2 separate regions of the Mus musculus genome follow, and region 2 is linked to region 1. A link is a contact called in public promoter capture Hi-C data. All regions are on one chromosome and are shown on one strand. Each heading gives the region's core, a stretch centred on a gene start, on an enhancer-like site or on the middle of the called end of the contact. The rest is flanking DNA. Distances are from core to core; before and after follow the strand shown.

Region 1 (4,464 bases), core at 546-3,045:
AACCCAACCAAGCTGACACTTGGAATTAACCACCACAGTCCCATCATACACTGTGTTGCTTCCTCCCTGGAACCAGGTCTGGCCGGAATTTATCACAGTTAGTGCCTGGATTCAGTTCACCTTAATTGGCCCTGAATCCCATCTGCGGCCAGGGCCCGCTGCTCCAGGAAATGGGCCTGTTTTAGGGTGGACAATGCTAGATACTTTCTTCTGTGTAATCGTAAGTCCGGAACTCATTCTGTCTCTATGCAACTGGGACCTGAGACGTCAGGAGGCGGTAGCCTGTTTTCAGAGCTAGAGGTGAGATGAGAAGTGGGAATTCATGATATCAGTCTAGGCTGGACAGAAAGCACTTGTTGGCCTGGTCAGGTTACCTTCAGCTGTTGTAGACTGGACCCCGATCCATTGGCTTCAGAGAGCGGTGCGGTGCCTGAGAGCCAGGAGGAAGGTGGGGGTGCACCACTTAGGTTCTGTCCTTCTGTCCTTCCTCTATCCTTGGACAATCTGGGTTTTTGTGTTGTTGTTGGTTTTGGGTTTGAGTTTTTTCTTCCTCTAACACCCAGGGAAGAAGATCAGTAGCTTGCTTCTCTTTCTTTTTCCTTTTTTAAACTTTAATATTTGTGGGTGTGGTACACTTAAGAATGGACACATGTTTGGAGGGTGGAGGCCTCCCTCCTGTGGATTTTGAGACAGGGTCTCTGTTGGCTGCTGCTGCGAATTGTGAACTAACTGTCTTGCTGTGTTCAGGGACCGTCCTGTCTCTGTCTCTGTCTCCATCTCACTACAGGAGATTGCAGGTGTGTGCTGCTGTGCCCAACTTTCTCTGGGGATTCAAACTCAGGTCTTGATGCTTGCAAGGCAAACAGCTTACCCACCGAGCCATGTCCAGAGACCCTCATTCCACAGAACCCAAGACCTTGGGTGTCTCACACAGCGCTGTACCCATGACCTATATCCCTAGTCCTGCCTTATTATCTTAGAGGACCGTGGTGCCAAGTGAAACAATCAACCGGTATGAGTAGGTGGGGCCAGGGGAGTAAAGCAAGCTTCGCCAGGCTGTCGGCCAGGAGGGGTGGGAAGGCAGCGATCACAACCACCTCTCACAGCTTGAAATCTGGCTTGGCACCAGTGGGCACTAATAAATAATTGTCGAATGATGGCTGGTATTGTGTCCTCTCGTTTGTATAAAGTAGGTATTGTCTTCACACATTTCACAGAGATGAGAAAGCCGGAGCTCAGAGAGGTCCCGTGACTTAGAAGGTGGCAGAGCAGAGCCATGGTTTCAGACCTAAGTATGTGGGACCCATAAGTCAGATTTCTTTACTATGCTAAATCGGAGGTAGTGATGGGCATAGTCATCTCCTTGGGGCCTCCTTTGAAGCTGCTTGTGTTTGCTCTTTATGGTTTGAGCTTTTGGGTTCTTTTGTTTTTGTTGTTGTTGTTGTTGTTGTTTTGTTTTGTTTTTGTTTTTCCAAGATGAGCTTTCTCTGTGTAGCCCTGGCTGTCCTGGAACTTGCTTTGTAAGTCCCAGGCTGACCCCGAACTCACAGATCCACCTGCCTCTGCCTGTGCCACCACAACCCGGCTGTTTGAGCCTTTGTTGTTCAGTGGTTTTGCTTTTAAAATTCTGGTGTAGCTTCAGAGTTAGCCAGGAAAGTATAAGTGACTCCCAGGTCCTCTCAGACTTGTAGGGGGTCCGTCTATCCTTAGAAAGCCTATGAGAAAGAATGCGCCTTGGACGCAGGCTCTCTGTGTCTGTGAGGTAGGTGGGTGTGTCTCTCCTGAGAAAGTTCGCTGTTGAGAAAACAAACAGCCTGGAAGTGGGGCTCCACCCTGGAAGTGAGTCTGACCCAAATTACACTCCTCGGACACGGAGGCTGAAATGCCAGGGGTGGGTTTAGAGTTAGAATTTTGCATAGACGAGCTCTCCTTGTGGCCTCAGACAGAAATGACTTGTACCCTGCCCGACAGATGCTTTGGGGTGTGGTACCAGCCCCTCCCTGGCTGCCAAGGGCAACAGCCATGCATCATTCACAGGCGGCTGCCCCTACCCTTCCCCGCCCTTCCCCTCCTGCCCTGCAGTGAGAATCCTGTTTATAGTCTGCTGTGCCACTGCCTAACCCTGCCTCCAATCTTTGCCATCTTCCTTCCCCACCCCTCTGCTGCCACCCGAGGCGCATCGAGAATGTGCGTGCATTTGGAGGGTTCTCTCCCAGGCTGGCAGACAAGAGTGTCTCGTAAAGGCTTAAGCAGTCTACAAGTTGTCCAAGGTTGTGGTCCTTCTCCAGCTCGGGCGCTATGTGGAGTCTGTCATTCCCCACCCCGCCCCCGCCCCGTCTGTGCGCTCTGTGTCTGCACTATCTGCAGTTGAAGCACCTGTGTTTGCCAGGCTACCCAAGGAACAGGCTCCTTGAGACGGGACAGCTGCAGGGAGCCCTGGGTCTCTTACCCCACCCTCCTCAAGCACTGTATGGTGGGTACATGAGTAGATACCCCACCCCCAGCCCCAACCCCCAGTTTATTATTTTTAAAAACCCAGCTCCGGGCTGTCGCTTTCCTAGGATTTACTGTCCGGTTGATCATTGAATAGCAAAGTGCTCAACCCAGGAGCAGTCCCGTAGGCCCTGAGCTCCAGCCCTCTTGATGCTTTCCAGTCTTGCCTCGGTTTAGTCTCTGAGAAGTAAAGATAGTGATCTATCTGCCTTCCTCCTCTGCCCTCAGGTGTGGGTCATCCTGGGGTCATGGCTCCTTTGATCTTTCTCATAGTGCCAGTGGGCTTCTGGTCCGAGGGGGCCTAAGCCCTGGTCCTTTTCTTTGCTATCCTCTGCCCCCTTCCATTCCTTTCCTTAGGATTCTCGCCCGCGTGACACCCCGGACCTACATGCAATGATGTTTGTGTGCAGCGAGTGGTCTGGGGGCCCTTTGACGTCCTTGATCCCTTACATGGAACCCCGTCCCTCCCGCGTCCTGAGAGAGATCAGCCATCAGATCAGATAATCTCTGCAAACAGCGCTGCGCTCAGATCAGATCAGATCTTTGCAGACAGCGCTGCGCTCAGGTCAGGAGCTCTTCAGAGATGACCTACTCCAGACTGGTCACTTAGCAGGAAGTGAGCAAACAGACTCAGAGGGTGAGCAAGGCCTGAGGCCCAGTGGTAGACCAAAGGACGTCAACAACGGAGCCTGCTGTTGCTGAGATGCTTGCCTAAGAGCCGTTCTGAATTCGGCACGGCATTCCTCCAGCGGCTTCCACGGTGACCATTCCTGGTGTGTTTGTACCATTGCCACACAGTGAACAACTGCTAGCCTGGAGAATATCCATCCAGACGTGAGCATGGTGCGCTCTGGCTGGCTGGAACAGGCATATCTTCATACTTTCTTTTTCCAGTCGCTTCGAGTTTGAACCCGACTGTACACACGCTCTTTGCATTTTCAAAGAAAATGGTTTGTCTACACCAGGGCCTTGGAGACCTGTGTAATTTAGTGCAAAAGATGTAGGATCTGGATTAAGATAGCACTTGTTCAGGTAACTAGTGGGGACTTCTTGGAGGGCCGATGGACTCTGTAGACCTCTCCTGTTTCCTGTCTATACCACAGGGAGACTAGCTAGCTCATTGTTTGAGGACGTGTTCAATGAAATGCCTGTGTGGAGATACAGGCTGCCACACAGTTGGGTTAGTGAGCATCCCCAGGCTTTGGGATGAGGCTCCACTCAGCAGCTAAGTCTCATCTGGCAAGTTAACTCACTCACTAGACTGCAGTTGTTCTGCGTGGACACTGGGGTCATTACGCCAGCTTTGCCGGTGGATTGGAGAATGGCCTGCCATCCAGGCCAGTGCCTGGTGTCCTTGACTCTCCAGGTGCTATAGTTAGGCATTGTGGACACATGGCTGCACCTGTTCTAGTTAGGTTTCTATTGCTGGGATAAGATACTATGATCAAATATGTCACCATCCAGAGAAGTCAGAGCTCCAGGCAGGAACCAGTGGCGGAGACCATGGAGGTCTGCTACTTACTGGCTTGCCTGGCTTGCTTTTGTATAGCGCCCAAGCCCACCAGTCCATGTGTGGCTCCGCCCACCGTGGGCTGGGTCCTCCCACATCAATCATCCAATCAAGAAAATGCACCACGTGCTTGCCCGCAGTTCAGTCCGGGGTGGGGGGCATTTTCTCACTTGAAGTTCCTTTTCCCTGCCTCCTTCTACCTCCTTCTACCCTGTGTCAAACTGACATAAAACCAGGTAGGATATACACGCACTGTTTGAGGCCTTTAGATCCTAAATTATTAGTGAATTCTAAAGGATCAGGAAAGAACTTAACCAGTAAGTATTTCCCCTTTCATGTTATGGGGAAAGGCCAAATAGCATGGTGGGGAGAGAGTCTGGTCACTTATATCTTGGCACAGAGACTATTGGGAAGGTAAATATACCCTCTGGTAGTTGTGCACAGTCTGACAGGCCGGTGAT
Region 2 (4,464 bases), core at 1,284-3,783, 150 kb before region 1:
AGTTTGAGACGCGTATACAAACGGAGGCCCTTTGTTTTGTACCTATTGCTGAAGTGGGCGGGATGAATCATCTCCGAGAGAACGGCATAGTGCACCGAGATATCAAGCCAGGCAACATCATGCGCGTCATAGGGGAGGACGGCCAGTCTGTGTACAAACTCACGGATTTCGGCGCCGCTCGAGAGCTGGAGGACGATGAGCAGTTTGTGTCTCTGTACGGCACAGAAGAGTACCTGGTAAGCCACATGCTATGGCTGCTTTCATGTTAATAACCTGAGAGGCACGTTCTATGTGGAGTTACTGGTCACAAGCCTGTAAGGCATTACATAATTTTTATGACGGAGGTTCTGTTTTCTGTTCCGATGGATATGTTGCGTAATAAGGAACTTCGGAATTGATTTCTAACTACACTGTCACTTTCTATTGGGCAGGCTCAGAGGTTGTCCCAGTTGTGGTGACTCAGGGCTTTGATCCCAGCACTTGAGAGGCAGAAGCAAGAGAATGGGTACAAGTTCAAGGCTAACCAGATCTACATAGATCATTCTGGATCAGCCAGGGCTAAATAGTGAAACTGTCTCAAAACACATCTACAAAAAAGCCAGCAGTAAAAATTCTTGATTGCTTTACAGTTTATACTAGATCAAAGGATTTGTTTTGTTTATTTTTATTTTATGTGCATTGATGTTTTACCTGCCTGCATGTCTCTGTAAAAGTGTCATGAGCCCCTGGAACTCAAGTTTCAGACATTTGTGGACAACCATGTGGGTGCTGGGAATTCAACCTGGGTCTTTTGGGAGAGCAGCCAGTGGTTATAAGCACTGAGCCGCCTCAGCCCCGGTGCAGTGGGCCTGTCTGCATTAGAAGAAGAGGCACCTGAAGACTTTAGAAGCCTCTGGCCAGGAAAGGCCCGTTTGGGCTCAGTACAGTGAGGAGAGAATGCTTGGATGGCATGCAGCAAATTAGGTCATTGCTACAAAGGAGGGTGGGGTCTGTCTAGAGTTCATGAGCTTACATTCTTATTACATGTATGTACTGGGGAGATGCTGGTCCTCTGGTGCCCCTGTAAGAGTCAGGACAGCTCGTGGCAGTCACTGCTCTCCTTTCACCATGTAGGTCCCAGAAATTGAACTCAGGGGTCGCCAGACTTGCTGACTGGCACCTTTACCCACTGAGCCATCTTCCCAGCCCAAATGAGTCTTTTGAAAATGGAAGAGTGAAATTACTAGGAAAACATGATAGGACTTTAACGTTGTTGAGTAAGTCGTCAGCTCCTGCTATTCTCTTCAGCATCCGGACATGTATGAAAGGGCAGTGCTAAGAAAGGACCATCAGAAGAAGTACGGGGCTACCGTTGATCTGTGGAGTGTTGGAGTGACATTCTACCATGCAGCCACGGGGTCGCTGCCGTTTAGACCCTTCGAGGGGCCTCGGAGGAACAAAGAAGTAATGTAAGCACCTCTGCGTCTGCCGTTAGACGGGGTTTCTGATGTGTGTGTGTATCTTGTTTATCCAGATGTGTGAGGAGATGAAATTGATGAAAATTGGCTTTTCTAATACTTTATGCTTCCTGTGAGTATAATTCATGTGTATAAATGTTTTCCTGCATGTGTGTCCGTGTACCCGGTGCCCGAAGAAGCCAAAAGATTGATTGCCTGAAAGTGAAGTCACAGATGCTTGTGACTGTCCTGGTGGTGCTGGGAACTAAACCCAAGTCTGTAAGATGAGGCAGTGCTCTAACTGCTGAGCCATCTCTGCAGCCCCACAGTGTTGTACGCATTTATATGCCTCTGTACTGTTGGAGATATGATCAGTGCACAAAGTCTTGAATAGTAAACAAAAAAATCAAGGAAAAGATAGACTTGTGGAGTGAAGTTTATTGTGATTCATCTGAACACTGTGTGTTAGGGTCTTTGCTGCTGTGACCAAAGGCAGCTTGGGGAGAAAAGGGCTTATTTCATCTATAGCTTGTTCAGGGAAGTCGGGGCAGGAGCTGATGCAGAGGCCATGGAGGAGTGCTGCTTACTGGCTTGCTCCTCCTGGCCTGCTCAGCCTGCTTTCTTAACCATTCAGGACCACCTGCCTAGGGCTGACACCACCCCAGTGGGCTGGGCCCTCCCTTGTTAGTTATTAATTAAGACAGTGCCTTACGGGTTTTCCTGTAGTCGTCTTCGGGGAGGCGTTTTCTCTACTAAGATCTCCTCCTCCTAGATATGTCTAGGTTTGTGTCACGGTGACCAAAACCAGCCAGCACACTGTACTTCATTTTATTTCAAAAGAAACTGACAGCGCAATTGTGCCCCAGCCTCCTGAGTGTGGAATTGTGCGCGTACATTTTAAATCACATACCCAGCTTCCCCGGGGCATGTGATTTAAAGTAATCACAAGTGTAAAACGGAGCCTTTCTGTCATCTCAGAAAACTGAGGAGAACACATTTCTCCTCTAAGATTATCTGAGGAAGCGGATGAAACAAGGTCCTGTGGAGCATTGGCTTTTGCTAAAGCTTGAACATTTGCACGTGTGCTGCTGAACACACGGTGTCTGAACATGGACTGATTGCACTAAGATGGCGCAGTGTCAGCCAGAGCTTGCTTTACAGCTGTGCCCTTTTTATTAAACCTCCTCCTTAGCAAGGCCAAGCCCCCCTTTGTTTCCTCCTTAGATATAAGCTGTGCCCTACAGGCACGCGCTTCTGTTCTCATAGATGCATTTTAAAGCACTGACAACTTAAGCTACTCTAGAATGGATGAGAGCGTGTGTGGCTTGTAAGAAAGAAAACGTGACTCACAAGCCACCTGACTACTCTCTAATCGCTCTGCGCATACGTTAGTGGGATGTCTTTATTTGTACAGACACCTCTGTGCAAGGACTGATAGTAGATGTTCGTGGTGTGGTGTCGTTATCAGTGGCTGTCTGACCGTCCTGGAGCGGTGCACCCCCCTCCTGCCCAGCCACGCTGCTCAGCGTGTGAGCTCAGTGTGCATCCGTCGGCATGGATTAAGGGTCACGTGAGAAGCCTGTAGGGATGAAACTTGTGAAGAATTCGCGCCGCCCAGCAGTGCCATCGCTAATCCTCCTTGCTTGTGTCTCTGTTTACTCCTGTGTAACTTGATCCTGCAAGGATGAGCACACCTTCCTTTCCACCTCAGTTTCTTTTTTTCAAAAAACATCTCTTGAGGCAGAAGCTACAGCCGCCTGCCTCCATGGAGGAAGAATTAGAGTGCAGCAGTTGGGTTTCTGGTCGGCTCTGGTTTGCTCAGAGCGCATTTGTTTAGCTGATGAACTAAAAATGATCAGACAGAAAGAAACCCTGCCTTGGCTGATGTCAGATACTGCTGACTGGTGCCAAATGCATTCATGCAGCTACAGGTATTCTTACGGAAAGACACAGTCTGAGACCCCGAGGCCTGAGGTTCTGGCTCGCCTTGCTTCTGCCCATCCATTCTACACCACACTCACCAGTGTGGATAGTCGTAGAGCATCTTCCTACATCTGTGTGTGCTTTTTGTCTATGTGGAGATTTTTCTGATCCTGAGCTATGTACAGTTTTATCTCCCACTTCTTTAAAACAAAAATAATAATTTGATGGCTCATTTTGCAGTAGCCTTGTGGTCTGCTTGGCTGGATGAGGGGCTTTTATAGTCTAGACAGACTCAGAGGCATAACGGTTTTTATGTTTGCCCCATTTTTTCTGATGGAAAAATAATTTTGTTGTGAACATCAGGCACATTGGGCTCTCAAATGAAAACCAACTGGCGTATAGATAGTATTCGCACACTACTGTCCCACCTCAGTCAGGCAGAACTCATGGATGCCGCAGCCATCGGTCACAGAGGGCTTTAGTCGATGATTGCAGGTGCAAGTGAGGGGAACTTGCAGCCTGTCAATAGGCCGTGCCGTAATGACCTGCCTTACCTTATTCTGCTGTTGTTCCTCCTAAGGTATAAAATAATCACTGGGAAGCCGTCTGGTGCAATATCTGGAGTACAGAAAGCAGAAAACGGACCAATTGACTGGAGTGGAGACATGCCTCTCTCCTGTAGTCTTTCTCAGTAAGTGCGGTGTACCTAACTCGTGACCTTTGGCACTGTCTTAGTCAGGGTTTCTATTCCTGCACAAACATCATGACCAAGAAGCAAGTTGGGGAGGAAAGGGTTTATTCGGCTTACACTTCCATACTGCTGATCATCACCAAGGAAGTCAGGACTGGAACTCAAGCAGGTCAGAAAGCAGGAGCCGATGCAGAGGCCATGGAGGGATGTTCTTTACTGGCTTGCCTCCCCTGGTTTGCTCAGCCTGCTCTCTTATAGAACCCAAGACTACCAGCCCAGAGATGGTCCCACCCACAAGGGGCCTTTCCCCCTTGATCACTAATTGAGAAAATGCCTTAGAGTTGGATCTCATGGAGGCATTTCCTCAACCGAAGCTCCTTTCTCTGTGATAACCCCAGCTGTGTCAAGTTGACA

Evidence for each region. Capture Hi-C pulls out chosen DNA fragments and counts their contacts.
Region 2: a contact with region 1 is called in a promoter capture Hi-C map of pancreatic islet. The contact joins two enhancer-like sites. A contact is called at or near these places in 1 of 115 datasets of contacts at active chromatin or transcription factors (pancreatic cancer cells) and 3 of 9 other capture datasets (adipose tissue, liver and pancreatic islet).

What each region holds. Positions count from the first base shown.
Region 1 is chr10:121,417,787-121,422,250 of GRCm38.p6, reverse strand. The region is part of intron 1 of Rassf3 (Ras association (RalGDS/AF-6) domain family member 3); the gene reads left to right. Among named protein-coding and RNA genes, the nearest start is that of Gns, 55 kb to the right of the region's middle. Within about 2 kb of position 1,795, at least 109 of the 459 cell types and tissues checked have an H3K27ac peak or open chromatin away from gene starts, as enhancers often do. A contact at or near this core is called in pancreatic islet, where this site is marked.
Region 2 is chr10:121,567,615-121,572,078 of GRCm38.p6, reverse strand. Tbk1 (TANK-binding kinase 1) reads left to right here. Exons shown (of 21, transcript NM_019786.4): 5 at 55-236; 6 at 1,288-1,448; 7 at 3,940-4,050. Among named protein-coding and RNA genes, the nearest start is that of Tbk1, 17 kb to the left of the region's middle. Within about 2 kb of position 2,533, at least 89 of the 459 cell types and tissues checked have an H3K27ac peak or open chromatin away from gene starts, as enhancers often do. A contact at or near this core is called in pancreatic islet, where this site is marked.